Linked DNA regions of Mus musculus: regions 2, 3, 4 and 5 are each linked to region 1. The links are chromatin contacts, called in public promoter capture Hi-C maps. All regions are on one chromosome and are shown on one strand. Each heading gives the region's core, a stretch centred on a gene start, on an enhancer-like site or on the middle of the called end of the contact. The rest is flanking DNA. Distances are from core to core; before and after follow the strand shown. Region 1 holds the start of Macroh2a1 (macroH2A.1 histone). Region 2 holds the start of Ddx46 (DEAD box helicase 46). Region 3 holds the start of Tgfbi (transforming growth factor, beta induced). Region 4 overlaps Pcbd2 (pterin 4 alpha carbinolamine dehydratase/dimerization cofactor of hepatocyte nuclear factor 1 alpha (TCF1) 2). Region 5 holds the start of Fbxl21 (F-box and leucine-rich repeat protein 21).

Region 1 (4,606 bases), core at 688-3,187:
TTGAAAGAGTTTGCCTGGAGTCTCAAGGTTTTAGACTTGAAAGTTTGAACAACGTTGAAAATAACCAAGACCACTGAAACTCTTGAGATGATCCTGAGCCTTTAGGACCCACGAGCAGATATCATGGCTCGAAAATGAAATGCCCACCTTTACCTCAAGTTCACTGAAGACATGGTCTTTAGCTGGTTACACTACTTGAGGACATCTTGGAAACTTTAGGATGCGAGCCCTAGTGGGAGGAGTTAGGTTACAGAGGGTCCATCACTGGAGTATATATTGTCCTGACTCCCTCCCTTAGCTTCCTGTTTGCCATGAGGTGAGTAGCCTCTGTCACTCTGCCATTTTGATGCTCTGCTCTCCAATATGGCCTAGTCATTAGAGCCATGGACTATGGGTTAAAACCTGAAACTTAGTCAAAAATAAAAACATTTCTCTTTTAAATTGTTCCTTTAATTTGCTACAGTGACAAGAAGTCCAGCCATTTCCCCTCCATTTTCTGGACTTCATTTTCATACTCCAGCCCATAATAGTTTTGGAGTTTCATGTTTGGAGTACTCCTCCTCAGTACCCGTTCCATGGCTTGCTTGCTCCCTCTACTCCCTCAGGCCTTTCCAGAAATGTTTCTTTCTTACTGAAACTCGCTCTTTTTAAAAGGTTAGATGGACTTACTTTATTCTGTGTGTTTGAGTGTTTTGCCTACTTGTGTGTATGTGCACCCCGTGGTGCCTGATATTCATGGATGTCAGAAGAGTGCACTGGAGCCCCCCCCCCCCCCCCAGTGGAGTTATCAGGACCACACAAATGAATCCTGGGAACAGAATCCTGGCCCTCTGCAAGAGCACGAAGTGCTGTTATACACGGAGCCATCCATCTCTTCAGCCTCAAGACTACCAAATACACCCCTGCTTACCTTTCCTAGGATTTTTTTTTCCTACCTTGTTTCCTCTGAGAATTTATACTCTGTAATGTGTGATTCCTTTGTCTCTTGCCTTTCTTTTCCCACCAGACTGTAAGCTCCAGGAAAGCGGGATGGGGGTAGGGTGGAGTGGGGTGGGGTGGGAGTTGCCAGTTCTGTTCACCATTTCACAACTACACTCAAGTTTATGCATGGTGTGCAGAATGTCCCAGATATTTACTTGAAATAATGAATGCATGGGCCAGGGGCTTTAGACAATGCTTTTTGTGTCTATAAAATGCGCTAGGGTTGGAGAGATGGCCCAGCTGTTAAAGGGTCACAAACCAAAAACCTGCTAATATTCTAGTGTAGCCTGGGCCTGAAGGAGAGTCTTTAGTTTTGTGGATAGATGTTGCTGCCCTTTCTCTGGCTGACACCCACCCCACCACCTTAATATGTAATAAAAGTATCAACTGTTTAAATCAGTAAGTCTCCACTTGGAGCCAGTAGTCAACAAACGTTTGCTTGGTGGAGGTAGCTAACCGATTCCACGAGCAAAGCAAGACCAGACTTTGAGGCCAGCTCTGTAGAATCCCACTGATCAAGGGAGTTGAGCTACGGTAGCTGATCTTGGGGCACACAGCTGCCTTGTATTTAAAAAGTCAGGAGGCTGGATTGAGGCGCGGAGTTGGTGCTGACCGGGCAGAAGAAGATCCCTGGTCACAGCAATTGTTCTACCCTCCCTCTTTGTGGACGAGGCTACTGGGGACAAGGGGACACCAGACACACAGTAGGTGCTCACAGCAGACGCTTGCAGAGCCGCGCTACCTACAGGCACCTTTCTGAGGCCGGACCCCTGCAGCTCCCGCGCGCAGACCGATGCCTGGGGGCGGGGGGGGGGGGCGGCGCAGAGCACCAAGGCCTGGGTACAACCGAGGCTGGCGTCGTTGGCGTCCGCGGCCCGAGGCAGGCCGGGGTCAAGGCCGGGGCGCCGAGTGGCGCGGGGAGGGGTGGCCGGACGCGCGAGGCCGGGAAGGGATGTGACGAGCGGCGCGCTGTGCATTGTGGGAATCCCGGGGCCGCCGCGAGTGGTTCCAGTTCACTGGTTCCAGCGGAGCCGGGCGGAGGGCGCGAGCGCGGGACGCGCGGGCGGGAAGCGAGGAGGCGTGGGCGGCCAGGCAGGAGTGCGGAGCGGACCGGCGCAAGCGGCCGACCGGCCTCGGGCCCCTCACCGTGCAGCCGCCCGGTAAGTGCCGCGCGGGCCTCGGAGCCGCAGGCTGCCGGTCCGCCCCGTCTGGGCCCCGCGCGCCCGACTGCTGCCGCGCGCGGGGCACTGCCTGGCGCCCGGGAAGCTCCGGCGGTTACCCTCGGACCTCGGGCCGCCCGGAGTCCGCCAAGGCCCTGCCCGGGGCAGCGTGCGGGTCCGGATGGTTTTGTTCGGAAAGCAAACCCGGAAACCAACTTCGCTCGGAGACGCACCCCTACCCCCGCCGGGGCGCTTTGTGGGCAAGGGGCTGATCGGGTCTCCCCCTCTGCCCGGGAGGGAGAGCCAGGGATGGCGTGGGCCCGAGGGCACCGAGGCCCGGAGGCCGTGACCAGCCGTTCCGCCCGGGCCCGGAGCTGCTGTGCTCAGAGTTTACTTGCTCGTGCGCCGCCGGCCCGCGCGTGCCCTCCCGGGCACAATAAAGTGGGGCGCGAGCCACAGGCCGTTGTGAGGCCGGCTGGTGGGGCACCCGCCGCGAGGCCTGAGCAGGCGAGGCCTGGGGACCACTCGCGGACGGAATCCCAGGCCGGGGCGGGCTGGAGAGGAGCTATGGAAGCCCCGCGGCTCTCGCTCGCCTTTTGTTTGCTTTGTGCTGGGGAGGTGTTATTTTTAAGGTGACTCTGGAAGACTGGAGGCTCCCCGCGCGCAGAGGGACAGCTGAGAGTCTCTGGGGGTGGGGTGAGTAGAGATGGGAGGCGCGGGATGCTGCTGACGGTGTCACCTGACAACAGGTGTGCAAGATGCTGAGCCCAGCGCCCACTCCTGCAGAGACCACCGATATCTCACTGCTGGGCAGAAGATTGCTTGAAAGAGTCTTTGAAGAAATGCAGGGGAAAGTGTTTTCTAGGTTTGACGGTGTAACTTTTGAACAAGCAGTTGAGGCAGATCTCGTCTCCAACAATTACAATCATTATGAAGTCTTTGTAAGATTTTAACGATCTAATAAAACAGCTTAGAAGAATAGACAATTAGAGGGGTTCTCCTCTTCGGTTTCCCTCTTGCTGACACCTCTGTGGTTTGAGGTTTTACTGTTAAAAGAGAGGAAGTGTTTTGTTTGTAGACACTGCAGCATGGAGTCCCAGTTTTGAAAGTCTGTGCTGGAGTGGAAGACAAAAGTCCAAACCCAACTAAATTTCCTGTAGGTTCACCTTAAGGTGTGCAGTCAAAGTTGCGGTTAGTTCTGAAATGGACACCCTCATACTCGCTACTGGAGTTACTACAGCTTGTCCACAATTGACCAATTGAGCAACAGCAACTGGGCTTACACACAACCTCTGACTCGATCAACCTTTTCAACTTGTGGGGATTTTTTCCCCTTAAGGATGAGGAGTCTCCCGAGATTTTAAACTTTCCCTCTTTCTCATTTTGCTACGAGCTAGGTCATAGTTTTCACCAGGAAGGGAGAGCTCACACTGTATCACACTGAGATTGGTCTGGAAATTCACATATGATAACTTCCTTACTGGCTTACTTTCTACTACGTGGGCCAGCTTTAGGGAGTGGTACAGTTCAGTCTGCCATTTTCTCAGGTCCTAGAAAGCCATTTCTGCCTCCCCTAGGGACAAGCTTGGAGCTGATGGTGCCCCAAGTCGATGAAAGATTTATTTAAAGAGAGAAACTACTAATCTGTATGTGATGTTCAGAGGTTTGCAGTAGCCTTTGGCTTTTGATGGGCTTTTCAGAGCCCATTAATGAAATATGAAATGGGAAGGGGTGGGGCTGAGGTGGACCCTTACCTGTTAAACCCACCACCTTCGTTCTGTAGGCTTAGGGGCGGGGGCTCCTGCTACAGCTCCTGTAAGTGCAGCTAAGTGGGCCAACTCTTCATTCCAAAGAGTCCTATAACTTGCTTGCTGAGAGCAGCCCTGCCTGGTTGGTGTCTTACTAGTATGTCCCCAAAGGTGATTATGTCGGGGTTAGGAAATAATCATGAGCAAGAAATGCCAGGCCCTGCCCTGGAGAGCCGGCTGGACATCAGTAGAGGAGGGACAGTTGTGTAAGTGGGGTTGAGCTCCATCTGCCTTGGAAAGATCAAGGGGGGGAGTTTGCTGGCCAAAGCAGGACAGATGGGGGCACGTGACCGAGGCCGGAGAAACCACGTGTGCCAGTTGTAGAAGATAACCTGTGAGGGAAAGCTAGAGGCTCAGGGTAGCAGGGTCAGGCGAGGACAGGGGATACTCCACGGAATCCCATCAGAACCACAGCTGATCCTAAGAGCAGCCAGGAACCCCCAAAGGGATTTGAGCAAGAGAGGAGACAGAGAGCAGTGGTCAGGCCTACTCTCACTCTTAGTTGGGATCCCTGTGTAGCAAATACCTGGAAGCTTCCAAATACTTGGCCTGGCTCGGCTCTTGCTCTCTTAAGGTCACATATTCTTCTAATGGCTTTTTTAAAAAAAACTTTTTTTTGGAGCTGTCATAGCACAGTCTTTACCGGGGGTGTGGAGG
Region 2 (4,606 bases), core at 1,489-3,988, 500 kb after region 1:
ATGGGCAAACTCATGGGAAGGAGTCCAGACCGGCACATGAAGGAAAAGTGGCAAGAAGACAGTTACACAAACTAGTCAGTGGGCCAGGGGTGGGGGCCATGCCTCAATCCCAGCACTCAGGAGACAGAAGCAAGCGCATCTCTGAGATCACAGCAGTCTAGTCTACACAGTGAGACTCTGTTTCAAAGAAAAGATGAGAGAAGTGGAAAGAGAAGAGGAGAGAAGTGGGGAGGGGAGGGGAGGGGAGGGGAGGGGAGGGGAGGGGGGGAGGAAAGGAGAGAAGAACTCAAGAGAGCACCACGAGACAAGATCAGAGAAATAGCAAAATACTTAGATATGGAGAACCTCACCGGGTCTTACAATGACTGTCTTTTACTCCGAGTAAGATAAAAAGCTATAGGGCCACATATGGCAGCAGCCCCCTGTAGTGTTATTAAGGTGTCTAAGCTACTGAGGAAAGATCACTATGTCAATCAGGCTAAGATCAGTATGTTCTCATCTCTAAATAAATATTTTAATTAATTTATGTGTATATGTATATGTATATACCTGAGGACAAATGTGTGTGTGTGTGTGTGTGTGTGTGTGCGCGCGCGCGCACTCGTGGAACTGGAGTTACAGACAGCTGTGAGCCACGTGGATGCTAGGAATTGAACCTGGATCCTCTGGAGCAAACCCAGGGCTTTGAACCACTGAGCCACCTCTCCAGCCCCATGAGTAAATATTCTTACAATAAATAACAAAAAAGGAAAAAGTTACCGGAAGATGTTTAAGCATGACTATTTTTAAAGTTATCACTCAAGAATCAGGTATGCAATGCCAGCACTCAGGGGTGGAGGCAGTGCCTCTGGCAGTTGGAAGCGCAGCTTGTATCTATAAAAACGAAAGTATTGTCTTGTTGCTGAGCACAGAACAGATCAAACGGAGGAGGCAACAGGAGGAGAGAAACCATGAGACTGAAGCAAGCATCCGGCTTCAGAGAAGCCCCGCTTAGGTCAGAATAGCGAGAGTAGATGCTGAGAAATACCAAGATCTCCAGTGGAGATAAAACATAGAAGCCCAAAACACTAGCACTGACTCATCTTAATTATGAATTAAATACCAAGTATGAGGGCAAGAGAGAAGGGCTGGGTGTCTCCACATGGGACCAGAATAAGCAGGAAAGGGAGGCTGTGCTGAGGGGAGAGGCCATGGTCGTCCAGCCCATGTTCCGAATGTGTGAGGCCCTGACATCAGCTCATAGCAGCCTTCCTCGCCATCACTGAAGGCTGCCATTACTAGGAATCAACAATCCATTCGCTTTCTGAGCCTTCTCAGGATCTACCTAGAAAGCTCCAGATGAGCGGAAGCCAGGCACCACAGGAAGTCAACTGTACGCAGGTAAATGGGTGAAAAGGACCTTCTGCGAAAGGTCTGGGGAGTCTGAATTTCCTCTTGAAAGTAACAGGATCCAACAGATACTAAGTCAAAAAATGGCAAGGTCTTATTGTTATTTTGATTCCAGCAATACAAATATAATAATTATAACAGCAAGATCAAGAAAGGTAATTCAGGCCGGGTGTGGTGGCGCACGCCTTTAATCCCAGCACTCAGGAGGCAGAGGCAGGCAGATTTCTGAATTCGAGGCCAGCCTAGTCTACAAAGTAAGTTCCAGAACAGCCAGGGCTATACAGAGAAACCCTGTCTCGGACCCCCCACCCCCCCAAAAAAAGAACCATGGTCACTGGCAATACACCCTTTATACGGAAGATGCTACAGGTTTTTTTGGTTTGCAAAAATTTCAAGCTGCTCCACTCACACTTGGCTTGTTTCCCTGAACCTAAGTTTTAACCCAGTACGCCAAGTTTTCATTCTCCCTACACAGTGAACCACAGTACCTTTCAGACTGGCTACATACATACCAGTCATCTCATCTTTCAAGATGATGATTATAATAATAGTAGTAGTAGTAATAATATCATCATCATCTACCTCAAGGTCCTAATCCGTTATTAAAACCTAAAGTTTTGAAGACACCGTAAGGTGCCCGCGTGAAAGGTTTCACAAAGAAGCAGGCAACATAGTAACAAAATGTATCCGCGGAATAAATGGCCATGGAACAGGTGTTTTTGTTGTAACCCAATAAAAGCCGGTCCTGCACATATAGCAGGTGCGTAAAAAAGGCCTGCATACGCTCCTTCTAAATGACTTAGGCAGAGAGGCCCACGTGCGCACGAAAGTAACCCAGAGTGGAGGCAAACAATGTTGTGAAGACGAAGAGGAACGGGAGTGAACCGGCTCTGGGTTGACCCGGGGGATGAGGCGGGAGGCTCCGTGATGGGCGGGGTGGGGTCAGGGGGACTGTTCCCGCTCAGGGCTCGACCGGTGGTCGCAAGCTCACGGCAATCGGCTGCCCTGCATGCCAGCTGCGCCTCGTCACAGCCCGGGTGACCGGGTCCTCAGCAGCCACACGCGCGGCCACCCGCACTCTACCCGCAGCGCCGCTCCCTCCACCCGCTCGCTCCCCTCCGAGCCCAAGAAGCCGCTCGCCCGCGGACTCACCGAGACTCCCGGCCCATGCTGCCGGCCAGCAGAAGGCCTGCGCCCTCGGGGACGATGCGCAGGCCTATGAAGAGGACAAAGGAGGGAGGCAGCAAGCTCTCACGGTACCGAGCGAGGACCGGTCCTACGAAATGGACAGAGCTCCAGCAGTGACCGCCATCAGAGCGTGGCCAACGAAAACAGGATGTGCTGGTGCCGGGGTGCGGAAGGAAGGAGCGGGCGGAAGGAAGCGGCTGCTTCTCCAGAGCGCCACCAACCGACTGGAGGCCGCGCGGCGCGGGCTGCGCCGGCAGCAACAACTTACTTTTCTAGCGCAACCCGCAGCCCTTTTTGGCGCTATGGAGTGTGCCATCAGCCAGGTCAGCCTTGCAAAGGGTCTTCGCTGCAGACCACCGAGGAACCTAATGCAGCCTGCGGCTCTCCCAGGGAGTGTGTCTGTTTGCCTTAATCTGCATTAACTAATGCTCCTGTCTCCTTATATGCTCCGTACTGAGTCACTTATGTGTATGCCAGATCCTGACAACTAATAGTAGTGATGTGTCTTCGACACAAGGAGCATCATACTGAAGAGGAAAGACTCTTCAATATGAGATGTGAAGACTTAGAATCTACAGAACAGAGATAAACTGCACTAAGGATTATAATAGTTCTTAACACTGGGAAGCTTTCGGGGCAGGGGGGAATACATGATCCGTTCAACCGCTCAGGAAATGGGGCCCAAAGGCACCAGACAAAAAGCACGGGCCTCCCTCTTGCTCTGGCTCTTTGTCTGGATCACTCCATTTCTGCTTATTATCTTTATATTCACATTTTGACCTGTCCTTTAAGTGTTTTACTTACCGAACTTACCCCTATACTGGAACAAAGAAGCCCTCCCAAAGGATTTCCTATGCCTACAAACACCTCAAATGACCAATCAGATTAAAGACAACCTGGCCTTGGTAGAACAAAGCAAAGCAAGAGCAAATAGATTCCCTACCTACAGAGGTCCTCCAAGACTGCAAAAGACTAACTTCATGACTGCAAAAAATGGAGGCGTCTATGCCTTCCTAGGAAAAGGATGTTTTCATGAAAACCAATTAGGCCTAATAAAGGGAACCACTGAGCAACTATTTTAAAACAAACTCAAAACCAGAAAAGGAACAGACAATGCATTCTAGAAGAACACCTGGATGCCTGGGGCCATGCATCACACCATTGGCAGGTGCGGTCATTGGTTTTTGGTTGGCTGGTTGGTTGGTTGGTTGGTTGGTTTTCTGAGACAGGGTTTCTCTGTGTAGCCCTGGCTGTCCTGGAACTCACTCTGTAGACCAGGCTGGCCTCGAACTCAGAAATCCATCTGCCTCTGCCTCCCAAGTGCTGGGATTAAAGTCATGCGTCACTACTGCCTGGCCTATTTTTGTTTGTTTGTTTGTTTGTTTTCTTTGTTTATTGAGACAGGCTTTCTCTGTGTAGCCCTGGCTGTCCTGGAACTCACTCTGTAGACCAGAATTTTGGTTTCTTTTTTTTTTTTTTTTTTTTTCTTTTTTTCAAGACAGGGTTTCTCTGTAGCCCTGGCTATCCTGGAACTCACTCTGTAGACCAGGTTGGCCTCGAACTCAAAAATCCACCTGCCTCTGCCTCCCAAGTGCTGGGATTAAAAGTGTGTGCCACCACTGCCCAGCCAAATTTAACATTTCTGTTCGAGTTTGGTTTTAAAAGATACTCTGCATAGCTAAAAAGATTTCTCAGAGGTAAAGAGCCCTTGTTGCTCCTGCGGAAGATCTGGGTTCGATTCCCATTACAGACACGGTGGTTCAGAACCATTCATAACTCTAATTCCAGGGGCTCCAATGCTCTCTTCTTACCTCCCTAAGCACCAAGCACACATATGGTATAAATACATACAGGCAGGCAAAACACACAAGATAAAATGAATAAATCTAATAGGAACAATCTTAAAAGACATGTAGCTCAATGTCAGACCACCAAGCTGGTGTGCACAAGGCCTGAGTTTGGTTGCAGCACAGAAAGTCAAGGCAAAAGACAAAGACACACTTGTGAGAATGTACAAGAGAAAATTCCC
Region 3 (4,606 bases), core at 558-3,057, 470 kb before region 1:
GTGTCCTGGGCTCTGAAGGGAAGGAGGCTGGCCTCAGAGATAGATCTTACACGATATCTCTAGAGACCTTTCACTGTGGCTGTTGACATTGCAGCTCTGGGTTACGACACTGCAGGGTGACCTGTGGTGATCTTAGTGGTTAGGAGGAAGGAGGGAACAGAACTGAATGCAACATTCAAGAAAGGCAGTGGGACCCAAAGGTGAACCGGGCAGGGATGAGAGATGCTCTGGCTTTCCATGTTTGGCTCTGAGGCTTCAAATCTGCATTTTTCCTATCTGCCCTCTCAATCCTTCATACCCACAGCCTAAGTTAAAATATGACCCAAGGACCTTTTCCACTGCCTGTCTCCTTTCAGGAGGCCGTGAAGCCTGGCTTGGTTCTGTTCTGCCTGTGGCCAGTCCCGCACCCAGCAACTTGTTTTGCCCCAAGCACTGAACATCTGGGGGGGCTACAAGAGACTGGAAAGCCACATGCAGAAGAAAGGTAACTTCTCCCTAAAATTCGCATCCTTTACTCGAGTCCAGAGTCTACCCAGTTGCTGGAGGCTGAAGCTGTGTCTGGGTCTAAAAAGACAACCGCCACTGGCCACATGGTTTGTTTTTCCTTTAGATCTGAATATAGATCTGTGTAGTCTGTTGGAGAGTTGGGAATAGCCTGGGGTGCGAATGCCTGATCATGGGCACCAGGCCTCCCCGGAAGTCAGTACTCTACTTTTCCCATAGAGTTTTCCTCTAGTATAAATGATGTTCATACACCCAGGTAGTCTGGACATGCAACAAAGCTGGGCTCTGTTTGGAGCAGGCATGACCTGGTTGTGTGTAGAAATACCATGCCAGGCTCTTCATCAGGGCAAAGCCTTGGCCAGAGTGCGTCTCCGAAAACTTACACATCTGCAACATCTCAGAGAAATACCTGAAGCACCAATGTCCCACGTTTACAAAGCTGCCTGTCGCTTTAAGACAGATGCCAGTCCTGACTCCAGGACATACTGCAGGGCAAAATGGTTCCTTCTCAGGACTCGGTTTCCCAATCTGTCTAGCATGTATAAAGGGTGGTGAAGCCTCCTGCTCTACATCTTTGGCCAGCAAGCACTGTTGGTGTTGAGTGTTTGGGTGCAGAGCAATACCAAATGCATAGGAGTAGTGGGCACCTAGCTAGGGTCCTGCCACCAGGTATGACCAGTAACACTCCTGGAATCAATGGACAGTGACCTGCCTGGTTTTCCCCTCTATGGTAGGTAGGTACTGTCTCAGGGTGATGGTGATTCTGCGTTGAGAGCTGCCAACGCCCCCTTCTACCTAGAGTCAAGAAAGGAGACTGATAGTCCCCTAGACTGTTTCATGCACTTTTGTCTGACTCTGTGGTCACTGGCCAGTGCCCCCAACCCTTTCTTCACAAACTGTTCCACTGTGTCCCCTTATCTCATCAACCTCCACGCAGGTTTGGTCTTTCTATGCAATGGCTAATATTCCTTCGGGCTTTGTCGTCCCCCACCTCCACTCCCCCGCGCGCGCACCCCTGGCCAGGTATGATGTCCCCAGCTGAGCACACTGGCAGTTCAGTGACCTGTCCTATGCTCACGCCTCCCATCACAGAGCGGCTGGGACTTACCCGTGCTGGCGACCCCGGAGCCGGCTATGCTGCAGCACCAGCTGGTAGGGTGACTTGGCGGGACCTGCAAGGGTCCCAGCGGGGCCCACAGACAGTGCCAGAGCGAGGGTCAGCAGTCGCATGAGGAGCGCCATGGAGCTGGAGCACGCGCGGACCCACGATGAAAGCAGGCGCGGGCGGTGCTGGTGAAGTGAGAGCAGCGGGGCAGCGCGCGCTGGGTTTAGTAGCCCGAGGGAGGGAGCGGCAGAGGGAGGGGAAGGGCAGCCGGCGCCTCCCAGACCACGCCACTACTAAGCACCCGCGCCCTCCTGCACCGCCCAGCTCACACACCCCCTCCCACTTCGCACAAAGTGCGGGTCCAAAGGAACTAGTCCTCAAGTTTCAGTTTCTTAAGGTGTTCATGCTTAGAGCCCGAAGATAGCTCTCTAGCAGACTGCAGGAAGCCAGAGGGTCTGTGCTGACTCCCTCACACTTAGGCACGGACAGACTGGCCTCTGCAGTCCAGATGCATCAGCCCTGCTGATACACTGTAGAGGAGGAGTAAGTCTTCCTGTTGACAGACCGTAGAAAAGTGGGAAGGGTGGGGCTCACACCTTGGCATTCAGGAATCCCTCACCTGGCTTCAATAAAGATCTGTGAATGTGAGGTAGATGCTGCCAAGAGATAGATCGGCTAGGAACCATGCCTTGGATGAGCTTGAAATATGCCAACGGTCACATGGTAGGGAGGTGAGAACTCGCCCTAGCATCTATTAACCACCCTCCCCTTACCTGCTTCTACTAGTCCCAGGGGTGAGCTCTCAGTGCTTGGGAGAACATGGGCCTAGCAAAGATGTAGAGAGGCAGCTGGGGCATTAGGAGTCTGGAGTAGGCACCTGACCTAGGCACAGTATGGCACAGTATGGCAGCGGCCGCTTTTAGATCTGAAGGCAGAACAGGATTTGGCCAGGCCAAAGGAGGATGGTTTAAGAGGACCCAGGCATCCAGTTCAGCAAAGCGCGCTGGGTGGAGAGTAGAGCAGAAAACAGCAGTGTATCATCAGGGCTCCAAGCTAAGAATCTGCCAGTGTTGAGGAAGCAAGGGAATGGCCCAGTTGATGTCCTGAGCAGGCAGCAGGAGGGTCGAGTGAGCAGGAGGGGACCACATTGGAGCTTGAGCGACTGTGGTGGAAGTGGAGAAGGGATGGACGTATGTCTAGAAGAAGACAATAGTCTCAAGGGAACATAGGAGCTACAGGTGCTGGTTCACCTTGATTGCCCACTGGGTTGGGCTGGCAAATGCCCAGGGGCATCGGCGAAGCTCATCACTGAATGGTGTTTTGGGAAAAACAGTGGTCCAAAGGTAAAGACCCGTCTTGAATGAAGGTGGCGTCATGCCATGGGATAGGGTCATGGGTTGAATAAAAGGGGGGGGGTGGATAAGGTGAACATGAACATCCCACACTCTGCCTGGCAACCCAGAGAGATGTGAGCACTCGGCCTCCTGCTGCCTGCCTTCCCAGCCACAAGGACTGTGCTCTGAACTGTGAGCTGAGACAAAAGACAAACCTCCTCTCCTGAACTGCTTCTTGTCAAGCCTTGTCCCTGCAGTGGGAAAAGCCACTGGTACACCATGTGCCTAGGGACAAAGAAGAATCAGGGATACATAAGGTGTTTGAGTTCCGGACACTGTGGTGGCTGCTGCTGCTGCTGCTGCTGTTTTTCATAAGAAGGGCACGGAGATGGGTGTCTGTTGCCAGGGACGGATGAGTAGCTTGGGACCTGATGAGTTTGAGGTGCACATGACTCATCTCGATGGAATGTCCACAGACAGCCCAATCCAGGGCTCCAGGGAAGGGTAAAAGGTGGAGATCCAGATCTGGAAGCCATTCTTTAATGAGGGGACAGGGAGCAAGAGGCATCAGTGATTTGCTGGAGGGGAGGTCCAAGCAGAGAGTGGTCCCTCGAAGGATGCTAATAACCGAGTGGGTGGAGGTGGGAGATGCAGTGGGAGGAAGGAGGCCTTGATGGAGGAACAGAGAGAAAGGCTGCACACAGAGCACACCTAAGCAACATTCGCTCTGCTAGAAAGCAAGCCGCATCTCTGAATCCGATGAGTGTCTGGTCTAGGGTGCCGGAAAACATCCGGAGAGAGAGAGTCAAGTGCGGGCTGGATCCCAGAAAGCCTCCCTGGAGGCCAGGAGAGGTGGCCGTGCTAACTTGGGGAAGAGTCTGGGAGGCACACTTTCCACCTTCCAGTCTAGCACCCCCATCTCCCGAGAGATGGAGGAGGGGTCTGAGCGAGGCTAGTTAGTGATCTCACCCATCCTCACTCCCCTCTCCATAAAACTAACATTCGATGAGTCGAGTTTTTCCATGAGCTCAGTACGGGGATCACAGTAATGCTTCAGTTACTGTTTAGATATTTTTAAAAATTCCACCGCAGGCTCCACACTGCCCCAAACCATAAAAGGCAGTAATGTAAACATACCCCCCCATGGTAATAGCTGCTGCTTCAAAGAGGGTGATGTTGCTGGTGATGTTGCTGGGTAGGGAGGCCCTCCAGCCCCATGACCTGGAGGCACCAGGGCAGAACACAGACCTTTCATTTGAGAAGCTTTTTTTTTTCTTTCTTTCCACGGAAGAAAATCTAAACAAGAGAAAACGAGGCTTGTTTGGAACAATAATTACTAGACCTTTACAAGGTACTTTAGAAAAATAGCTGCTTTGTGTTTAGTGGCACAACCAAGCTCACCAAGAGCTATTTGAAAACAACTTCAGACTGTGCAGACAGTGGCCCTTCAGCAGCAAAAGACAAGCTAATGTTTCCAATGAGCCTTTGCATGGGATCCTGTGTTTATGGACGTGAAGGTGGGCATCAGGCCAGCTCAGGCTCTGCTCCTCCCACCCCCAAGTTCCCGGTGAGATGCTTGAGCATCAAGGGAAACGGTCAAAGCTTTTCCAGAGGACACTCAGCCCCTCCAGACTGCCCCGTGTGCAACCTAGAAGGAATGGGA
Region 4 (4,606 bases), core at 600-3,099, 390 kb after region 1:
CCCAGCACACATAGGGCAGCTCTAACTCCAGACCCAGGGGATCCGCCACCCTCTTCTGATCTCCTCAGGCACTCACTAGGCATACACACGGTGCATAGACATATACGCAGACAAAACACCCATACACATAAAGTAAATACATTTTTAAAATAAATAATAAACATCTTTAAAAAGGTCAACCCAGGCAGGAAGCACGTCCATGCTCACTGTAATCAAAGCAAGTGTGTACACCCAGGGTCACGACCCTGCACTAAGAGGCTGCGCACTGCCCAGCCTCAGCACCAATGCTAACATTAATCCTGTCTCATTCAGAAGGCAGGGCTATTGCCAAGGTAATCGCAAGTCCTAATCAAGAAAAAGACTTCTGTTTATTTCTTAATTGGATCATGTTTTTGCTTACATATTTTAGACTCTAAAATGTCCAAAAGGTTGACTTGAATGTTTAATTCGGTTTTGTGCTACGAACTAATTTTTCTGCAAACACAAACACGCTCCTGGTTTCATGCTGAGGAGTCGCTGGAAACGGGAAGAAAATAAAAAACCGTCATTCACATCTCATTTGCAGGAACAGGTTTTCTGTAACTTGTAAATAATTTTGATTTATGGAGAATCATTATTGTATTCATAAATGCTGGAAGGGGGAACAACCTGACTCAATAGCACCCCAAATAATTTTATAACTGCAGGTGTGTAAACCAGGACATATGGAAGAGACTCGAAAGACAATGGGTAACAGAGCAGGTTAGAAAGGGACGGGGTGAAGGCAGGCACCCCAGTTCTCTGAGATGTCTTTGAAACCACACCACTGGTGTAGGCTGGTGCAGCCGAGTGATCCGGTTACATTTAAATAAGCCAACGCAGAACACTTCGTAATTTACAACAACCCCATCACACTGCCCACTCTTTTGAGGTTAAACACTACTGACATGAACTACACCTGAATCCAATCAACGCAGAGACGTGGAGAAGAGTCACACGAAAGGACTAAATTTGTCACAAATGGGTCGGTTTCCGATCTTAATGTAGCCGGGTTGCTTCGTCCTAACCTCCATTGAGCAAATCAACTTAATGGGCGCTGGGGGGGCCGTAAAAGTTAACAATGGACTGATTTTTTAACTTTTAAAATATAGTTATGAAGCGAAACGTTGCATAGCTTCCACGATACTGGAAATCAAATTAAATCTAGATGCTTTTTAGCAGTCCTGACAGATATAATCCTAGTTACCATGTAAATTTATGGTAAGCCGCTCTGATATTAGCCACAGGTGCTACTTTTAATATATGAGCCGCATCTGGCTGGGAATAGGATTTCTCAGAGGACTGAAAATGACCTCGCTATCAGACAATGGAGGGGGGAGCAAGACCACTGTGGCATATAAAAAGCTGAAGATGTGGTCCGCAGCTAAATATCTCGCATAAAACCCGTTTTACCTCTGCCGTCCAGGTTAAAGGATACTAGGCTTTCAATACTTAGAAGGCATAGATGTATTTCAACAAAAACAGCCAAAAGATTCAGAGTGTGCGGACTACATATAATTCTGGTTTTCCAGTCTTTTGATCAGTGTTGGAAAAAATGATGTACTGGGACTTGAAAATAAATTTTTCAGGATTCCCAAGCAGGCAATGTGATCAGACACCACGGAGCATGCCAAAGCAAGATGTCACCGTTACCATGTCTATGGTTCCTGCGCTGCAGCTGCTTGCCAGTGCCCAGGCAGCAGTTCTGGTGCTCTTTGTAAAGGCCACAGACATCATTAACATACCCAAGGAAACCACTGTTTCTTAAAAATCTCTACAAGTGATCATCGTTCCAAGTTTAAGAACACATAACACCACCCAGAGCCTAACAGAAAGGGAAAGCCCTGAGCCCTCCACCTACTTGACTCAAAACTGAAAACACGGCTAAGCAGGGGAACACAGAAGCGTCTGCCTTTAAGAAATCCTTTCCCAACCACTCCAAAGCCGTCATTTGCCAGAGAACTGACACGTGTGGAAATGCGGCAGAGGATTTACAAATATTTAATTTCCCACGAAATAACTCTTCCCGAATTAAACAAGCCCTCTTTATCTGGGGGAAAAAAAAATCTCAGAAAGAGAAAGCTTTCTGTGAAAATATCCCATGGCCCCTTGTGCTAAGCCAAGCGAACAGTAGCTATAAAGCCCTACAGCATGACATGTTCCTCCTGGGCTTCTCCAGTAACTCAAAGGGCGAGATTTGCTTTTCTTAGCTCTACCAGATCAATCCTATCTAGGTGATGATTTCCATTCACTTGTTTCTAAAGGCCGGGTCTTGCTATGTAGCCCACCCTGGCCTTGAATGTGCAATCCTGCCTCAGCCTCTTGAGTCCTGAAATTACAGGCACGTGCCAACACAACTGGCTGGATTTACTTTCTAACTGGATCCGAGCCTAGCCTCGAAGCAATGGGCACCGAGATCCTAAGAACGCAAAAGGGACACGGTCTGACTTCCCGACGTCTCTGTGCTGAGCTGACGGTGTATTACTACGGGTCATTTGGAAAGGGAGGCTGGGAAAGTCTCCCTTAGGAGGACTGTTACTGTATGAAAGTCCTGTCTAGGCTAACTGTGACCTTCCAGTGTCATGAGACACTACTGTCTATCCTACCACTAAAAATCTCCAGGTGGGTCCCGGCAAGGTGACTCAGTGATTAGGGTTACTTGTTGCCATGGCAGAACCCCTGCAAGCCAGCCCTGCTGGGCCAGACAGTGACCCCGTCTCAAACCAGATGAGACAAAAATCACGAGGAAATACAGAAAGTGCTCACAAAGTGGAGGAAGCAACTGAGGTTCCTGCAGCACAGCCCCAGAGCACACGCACACGCACACACTTGCTTCTAAAAGGGCAGGAGGGTTATTTCTTATTTGACTCTTTTGTTCTCCAAATTATAAGATGCATTTTGCAATCAGAGAAAAAAAGCATGCTCATGAGCCAGCCAAATGCACAGTGATGGCGCCACTCCTGTAAGTGTCCCAGGTGAGCCCTGCGGGGCCCAACAAACCACAAAGGCTATACACTTCTGTTGAAAGCTCACACTTGTAAACATATAGAAAGGGGAAGGAATACAAACTCGCACACTTAGGCTGTATAATTACAGATTAAAACATTCCAAACGCAACGGTGACCTTCTCGTCTGCATGTCGGCATCCACAGCCGTGTGGTCAGTGACCTAGGGAGCTGGAGTGTTAGCCAGGCTTCATGGTACACGGCCTTCCCCCAGCACTTGAGAGATGGAAGCAGAAGGATCAGGAGTTCAAAGTCAGCCTTGGCTACATGGTGAATGCCCATAGATTACATGAGACCCTATTGCCTCCTAAACACACACACACACACACACGCATACACACACACACGCACATGAACACAATCACACTCACAGAAATTAGAGGGTTTTATTTCTCCATGGCCCTTCCATTTCTTTTAATGAAGCAGCTTACTTCTGCTCTTTCTCTCCAGACAGAAGCTGAGCTCAAGTCTGCAGAAGATTCAGGACTGATAACTGATGACAAGCATTTTAAGTTAATGCTTTCTGGGCATGGCATATGGAACCAGGTACCAAACATCAGGTCAAATTCCTCCCAGAAGCCGATAGATAGGAAAACTGGCTGCCTTTTCCTTCCAAATCTGCAAACACCACCAGCTCCTGTGGGCAGAGACACTCTTTTTTAATTTTTAATGTCAGATTTGTGCTTCCTGAGACACCCCTGGACAAAGCCATTGCCTATCTCTGAGTTACACTACAGTTCCTCAGAACACAGATGAAAAGCTGTCTCTTTGGCTAGAGGGTCTGGATTAGTTATAAGCTGTATTCCACTTCCTCTGTAAACGAGCCAACCCTTAGCTCCTCTAACTTTTCTGCAACAAGCAATATGGGATTCTAAGAGCCAGTCTTACAAGACTGTTGGGCTACTCACAATGAGCTGTAGAAAAATATATAATTGTGGGCCTCTAACACTTACTGTCCATAAACTACTGTGACAGGCTGGGGGCCATATCAGCAGATTAAAGAGCTTGCCTTGCAAGCATGAAGACCAGAACCCACATGTGAAATAGCTAGGGGTGGTGGTATGGGTGTATGAGCTCAGGACTGGGGAGGCGGAACTGGCAGAGATCTGGGGCTTGCTGGCTGGCTCCACCCAATTGGGAAATGCCAGGCCACCCTGAGGCCCTGTCTCAGAACCAATGTGGATGATTTTCTATGGAATGACACTGGAGGCTGACATCTGGCCCCACAGGCTTTCGTGCACACAGCCAAGGGCGTGGTCAACCATCTCTGATATCTGTTACCTAAAAAATGTTTTCCATCACCTGTGATTGGTTAATAAAGAGCTGATCAGCCAATTAGCTGGGCAGAACACAATTTTAACCCAAAAAGCCACATCTGTTATTTGTGAGGGTTTTTGACCCAAGTCAGGGGTCTGGGAGAGACCAGAGAGGGACCACAGGGTCAGAGTAAAGGGAGAAGGACAAAAAAAAAAAATGTAGAAAGGCCACGTGGATGGATCAGGAGGATTCGCCATAAGGTCTCGATGAAAGAGCAGCCATGAGGATACACATGGACCACAGTGAGCCAGGGCAAGCAAAGGGGC
Region 5 (4,606 bases), core at 1,216-3,715, 390 kb before region 1:
TATGTATCTGTGTGTATGTGTGTATATGTATCTGTGTATATATGTGTATGTATGTGCATATGTGTGTATATGTATGTGTATGTATATGTATATGTATGTATGTGTGTTTATGTATCTGTGTATATGTGTACATATGTGTATGTATGCATGTGTTGTATGTGTGTACATGTGTGCATATGTATGACTGTGTATGTCTATGTGTATATGTATCTGTGTATATGTTCATATATGTATATGTGTGTATGTGTGCATATGTATCTGTGTATATATGTGTACGTATGTGCATGTGTGTGTATATATGTATGTGTATGTATATGTATAGTAAAGGAGCAGAGGCTGGATTCTAAACTCAGAGACAGAAGACATCCATACAGTATGTTTATAACTGTTTCACTTAGTAGACTACAAATAGTTTAAATTTTACTAAATCTAGAGAAGCTATCCCTGGTATAAAAGCTTGCTAGAAAAGCAGTAAAGACAACTAAAGACTTTGTCCAAATGCCAGGTTTTGTGTAACTATCTTATAGGTCTCTACACAGGGACTGTGTTATGTATTAAATTGGTTGTCTATAACAAGAATTGCTCAATGTACTCAACTCATTACATTGCCAGTTTAGCTAACCATCCGTGTTATTAGGAGCTGAAAGATGGTTCAGTGGTTAGGAGCACTTGCTGCTCTTACAGAGGACCCAGGTTTCATTCCCAGCACCCACACATGCACCAGGCACACACGTTGTACACAGACAAAGATGCAGGCAAAGTACCAATACAAGCACGTAAATCTCTTAAAGATGTTATATTGATACCAATAATTTAGTCCAAATGCATGTTAATTTTCTCCTTACATAAATTATTAAAGCATTAACTACCCTCTCAATTACAAACTTCATATAGCACACTGAAGTAGTAGTTTTAGAATGTAAGATAAATTGATTTTATTCTTTAGAAGTACTTTTTGACCATGTGTTCATTATTTACATAATATGAATCACATTAAATTATTTATGAATATGGACCACCACTTGGTCATATTGCATTCCCATTTAATTTTTTTTAGATCTGTTTATATAAAAATTCTATCTTAAATATATGGGGGCATTTATTTAAAAAGCCTGATTTCTTTTCATGTTAAGGAAATGGATCGCTTCTTGTTTGTTTGTTTTTGGTTCTTTGAGACAGGGTTTCTCTGTGTAGCCCTGGCTGGCCTGGAACTCACTCTGTAGACCAGGTTGGCCTCTAACTCAGAAATCTGCCTGCCTCTGCCTCCCGAGTGCTGGGATTAAAGGCATGCACCACCACTGCCCTGCAATGGACCACTTCAAGGCTTTCTTACCTGAAGGTGGCTTCCAAGTTACAGTTACTGCTGAGCCAATGAAATGACACTGCCATGGGGTAATCACCGACACCCATCTGACTTCACTTCCAGTCTTGGAAAAAACCCACAAAACCATCATTTGGGCATATAATCATTTTATGCTTAGGTTATCTGTAAGTCGTTATATACATTAAGTGATTTTATTAGTAGGTTATTAATAATAGAACAGTTTTTTTGCCCATATGAAAACTAGTTTGTAGAAATATCACAACACTCTCTAGAAGTTACACTGGAAGCTATACTAAGGCTACATATCAGGCAGAAAAGCACTCTAAAAATTCACATTTTACTTAATATCTATGAAGAGATATCATGAAATTTGAAGTAGTTCATAATTACGTGTACTGGTTTATTAGCTGTATAAGTTGGCATAGCTCAAGCTTCTCTGTGGTATTAAGATATATTTACTTACAAAGTAAACTTCAATTTTTTGAATAGATAGATCTCATTTTTAAGTGCATCATCTGAAGACTCGTTTGTAAAATGCACTTGGATTGAAAACACCATTTGAGAGGCGAGGATGGCAGAGAGGCGAACAGAACTCAACCTAGACCATCCCTAGATGAGCACCGAGCAGCCTGCCCCATATCCAGGCAACCAGACTGGACCAGAAAGAGGACGCCAACCCGGGGCAGAGTTTAAAGTGTAAAAATGAATACAGATGGCATTGAAAATGTACCGCCCTAAAACTGCTCGGTGCAATTTATCTTACATCCTAACTGTCCTGAGAAACAGGGCTTGGGGTCGACCGGACCCTAGCTGAAAGCGGTGAGAGAGCTGAAAAGCCCCCGGGGACTGGGGGGATGGCTGGGCTCCGCACGCTCGGTTCCGAGCAGACTAGGTCTCGCTCCTGCCTCCACGGCCAGGCAGCTCTGGGGGTTCCTGCGGTTCGGCTCGCCCCGCCCCGCCAGCTCCCTAGTGCTGCGCCACAAATGTTACCTCCGAACGCGCTCCTGAGGGCAGCCAGCCCCAGGCAGGCCCGCCGGTCAAGCGCAGAACTCTGCGTGACGAACGCCAGCAGCTACCTTCTCAGGTGGGCGGGCTCCAGCGCCGCATAAAGCCGCGGACAGTGAGAGACTAAATGGGCATCACAGGCCAGGCCCCGCCTGCGCCACGCCCGCGCCACACCCCTCCAGGAAGCCTTGCCCCAGTGTGCTAGTGTTCAGCCTCTCGAATCCCCGCCCCCGGGAGTCTCGCTCCGCCCCCAGCCTCGCCCCCGGAAGTGGCTGCCTCTTAAAGATGCCCCGCCCCCGTCAATTCTGCCCCGCCCCCAAACGCTAAGTTTAAGTTCGGGGTTCACCGAGAGGTAGACCCTGACGCACGCCCGCGCCCCGCCCACTGATAAAAGCTCCACCTCTAGAGCCTCTGACTCTAGGTAGCCTCGCCCCGCCCCCAGCCGCTCTGTTGGAGCTGGAGGTCTCACCTAGCACATGCAGGTTCCTAGGCCTCTAGAAGTCCTTTGGTGGTCCCAGGGCCAGTGTGTGAGTGCTCCTCAAGGGATAAGCAGTATGCTTAGTGAATATTCAGTTAAATAACTGACCACTTGACCCAAACTAACAGTTCGAGTTTCCAGGTTTTAACTTGAGAAGGACACCCCACTACCATCATGCAGATGCTTGAGGGACCGTGATTGGAAGCTGCAATGATCGCCTCTCAGGTCCTGAGCTGCAGGCCAGGACTGCAGAAGGTCACCTGTGAGCTGCCAGCCTGCCAGCTCAAAAAGAATGCACAATGAGCTATGGATTTTTTTTTTTTTAAGTTTCAAAATATCAAGCCACACACAGCATTCTACGTTAACATCTAGCGTCACTCATACTCTATTTGTAATGACCAGCTTTATCACGGTACAACTGACAAATACTGGACACACCCTAGGTTTTGTTGCCTTTGAAACCATCATAGAGACAGGATAATGAACATACCATAGATGTATGTCTCCCCCAGATTCCTCTTGGTTCCTCTAATTCCCCCATCATGGTCCTCCCTCACCTGACATTTTAGATTAATTTGAAGTTCTTATTACAAATTGATTTCTGTGGTGTCTTGCTGTCAGCTCTTTTCCCTCAAGAGTTCAATTGACACAGATCTTGCCACATTTGCCTTCAAGTGATGTGGACAGACTTTTATCCCCCCCCCCGTTTTGTCCTAATTTGATCTCTTGTAGATTGTTTATGAATTCAGATGCATATGCCAGTCTAGACCTTTGGGTTTGCCAAAGCCTCTACTTTGTGAAATTCCTTTTGATCCATAGACTCAATGAGCCCCCTCTGCACTCTTGTTCCTCAGGGAAGGCTTTTCAGCTTAGATCCACCTTGAACCAGCATAGACTTGGGACTTCCACTCTGACCCACTATCGCTGAGTCCTAGTTACACATCTCACTACCCAAAGCAAGAAACTTGCAACTCCTGCCCCACCCCACCCCCCAGAAAGCAGCTGTATCACTGAAAAACCCACCCCAACTTGGGTTGACAACTCACTGGAAAGTTGCAAGCCTAGAGTCCTCTGCTCAGCTCCTAGGTAGTTCAACAATCAGAGAGACTTGTCTGCAGCTCAGAAGGTCTGAGTCTGGTTCATGACAGCTGTGAACTGCTTCTCTACAGTGGGGAGGAGCCTCTTGAGTGCTCAGATTCCATTTCCCAGGTATGCCATCATCTCTTTCCCTCCTAAGTCCTTCCTGGAGGAGCTGTTTCCGTTTCAAGGAAATATCCCTTATTCTGTGCCCATGGTTTTAGATCTCCTCTTTTCATGATGTCCCAAAGATCATGCGTCTTACACTTACAGTTTAGAAAAAATGTTAATTGTTGTCCTTGAATGAATATACCAATCCCACGGTCACTGTCCTTGCCCTGATCCTTTGTCCTCCTTGTGGTGGTCCTCTGGGGGCTCTCCACGGGGCTTTGCTTCACTTACTGGGGTTTTCGTCCCCAGCATCTTTTCAGGTTGTTCCCCAGGCATTTCTGTCTTCACTGAATTCTATTCGCATACTACATTTCCGTATTTCATTCAGACATTTGTGTTCTCTGGGACTTCATTCAGCTTTGTTTGTTTATGCCTTCTTTCATCTCTGTGAATGGAGTTATCGTCACACTGTCTGGATTCTTTGTCTGGAATTTCATCTAGGTCACTCTTGTTGAGGAACATTACCCTGGATGGGTAGAATTTGGAGGAGTCATATCTTGGTTTGTTGTTGTTGTTATTATTTGTGTTTTTACATTGGAACTTGCATATCA

The links. Promoter capture Hi-C pulls out the DNA fragments that hold promoters and counts their contacts. Capture Hi-C pulls out chosen DNA fragments and counts their contacts.
Region 2: a contact with region 1 is called in a promoter capture Hi-C map of liver, with 4 times the contacts expected there. The contact joins the promoter of Ddx46 here to the promoter of Macroh2a1 in region 1. A contact is called at or near these places in 5 of 39 promoter capture datasets (the HPC-7 cell line, cranial neural crest, liver and 2 more), 2 of 115 datasets of contacts at active chromatin or transcription factors (embryonic limb bud and pro-B cells) and 1 of 9 other capture datasets (liver).
Region 3: a contact with region 1 is called in a promoter capture Hi-C map of liver, with 2.5 times the contacts expected there. The contact joins the promoter of Tgfbi here to the promoter of Macroh2a1 in region 1. A contact is called at or near these places in 2 of 9 other capture datasets (liver and macrophages).
Region 4: a contact with region 1 is called in a promoter capture Hi-C map of embryonic stem cells. The contact joins the enhancer-like site here to the promoter of Macroh2a1 in region 1. A contact is called at or near these places in 3 of 39 promoter capture datasets (cranial neural crest, embryonic stem cells and frontonasal cranial neural crest), 1 of 484 Hi-C or Micro-C datasets (adipose-derived mesenchymal stem cells), 1 of 115 datasets of contacts at active chromatin or transcription factors (stem cell-derived neural progenitor cells) and 1 of 9 other capture datasets (adipose tissue).
Region 5: a promoter capture Hi-C map of liver shows a contact between it and region 1, with 2.3 times the contacts expected there. The contact joins the promoter of Fbxl21 here to the promoter of Macroh2a1 in region 1. A contact is called at or near these places in 4 of 39 promoter capture datasets (cranial neural crest, hippocampal neurons, liver and 1 more) and 1 of 115 datasets of contacts at active chromatin or transcription factors (memory CD8 T cells).

Annotation. Positions count from the first base shown.
Region 1 is chr13:56,132,881-56,137,486 of GRCm38.p6, reverse strand. Macroh2a1 (macroH2A.1 histone) reads left to right here and starts at 1,937. Exons shown (of 9, transcript NM_001159513.1): 1 at 1,937-2,141.
Region 2 is chr13:55,633,131-55,637,736 of GRCm38.p6, reverse strand. It overlaps Ddx46 (DEAD box helicase 46), which reads right to left and starts at 2,738. Exons shown (of 23, transcript NM_001282055.1): 1 at 2,542-2,738. The coding sequence starts at 2,558.
Region 3 is chr13:56,606,787-56,611,392 of GRCm38.p6, reverse strand. It overlaps Tgfbi (transforming growth factor, beta induced), which reads right to left and starts at 1,807. Exons shown (of 17, transcript NM_009369.5): 1 at 1,613-1,807. The coding sequence starts at 1,746.
Region 4 is chr13:55,746,879-55,751,484 of GRCm38.p6, reverse strand. The region is part of intron 2 of Pcbd2 (pterin 4 alpha carbinolamine dehydratase/dimerization cofactor of hepatocyte nuclear factor 1 alpha (TCF1) 2); the gene reads right to left. Among named protein-coding and RNA genes, the nearest start is that of Pcbd2, 22 kb to the right of the region's middle. Within about 2 kb of position 1,849, at least 1 of the 459 cell types and tissues checked has an H3K27ac peak or open chromatin away from gene starts, as enhancers often do.
Region 5 is chr13:56,520,331-56,524,936 of GRCm38.p6, reverse strand. Fbxl21 (F-box and leucine-rich repeat protein 21) reads right to left here and starts at 2,465. Exons shown (of 7, transcript NM_178674.5): 1 at 2,315-2,465; 2 at 1,334-1,427.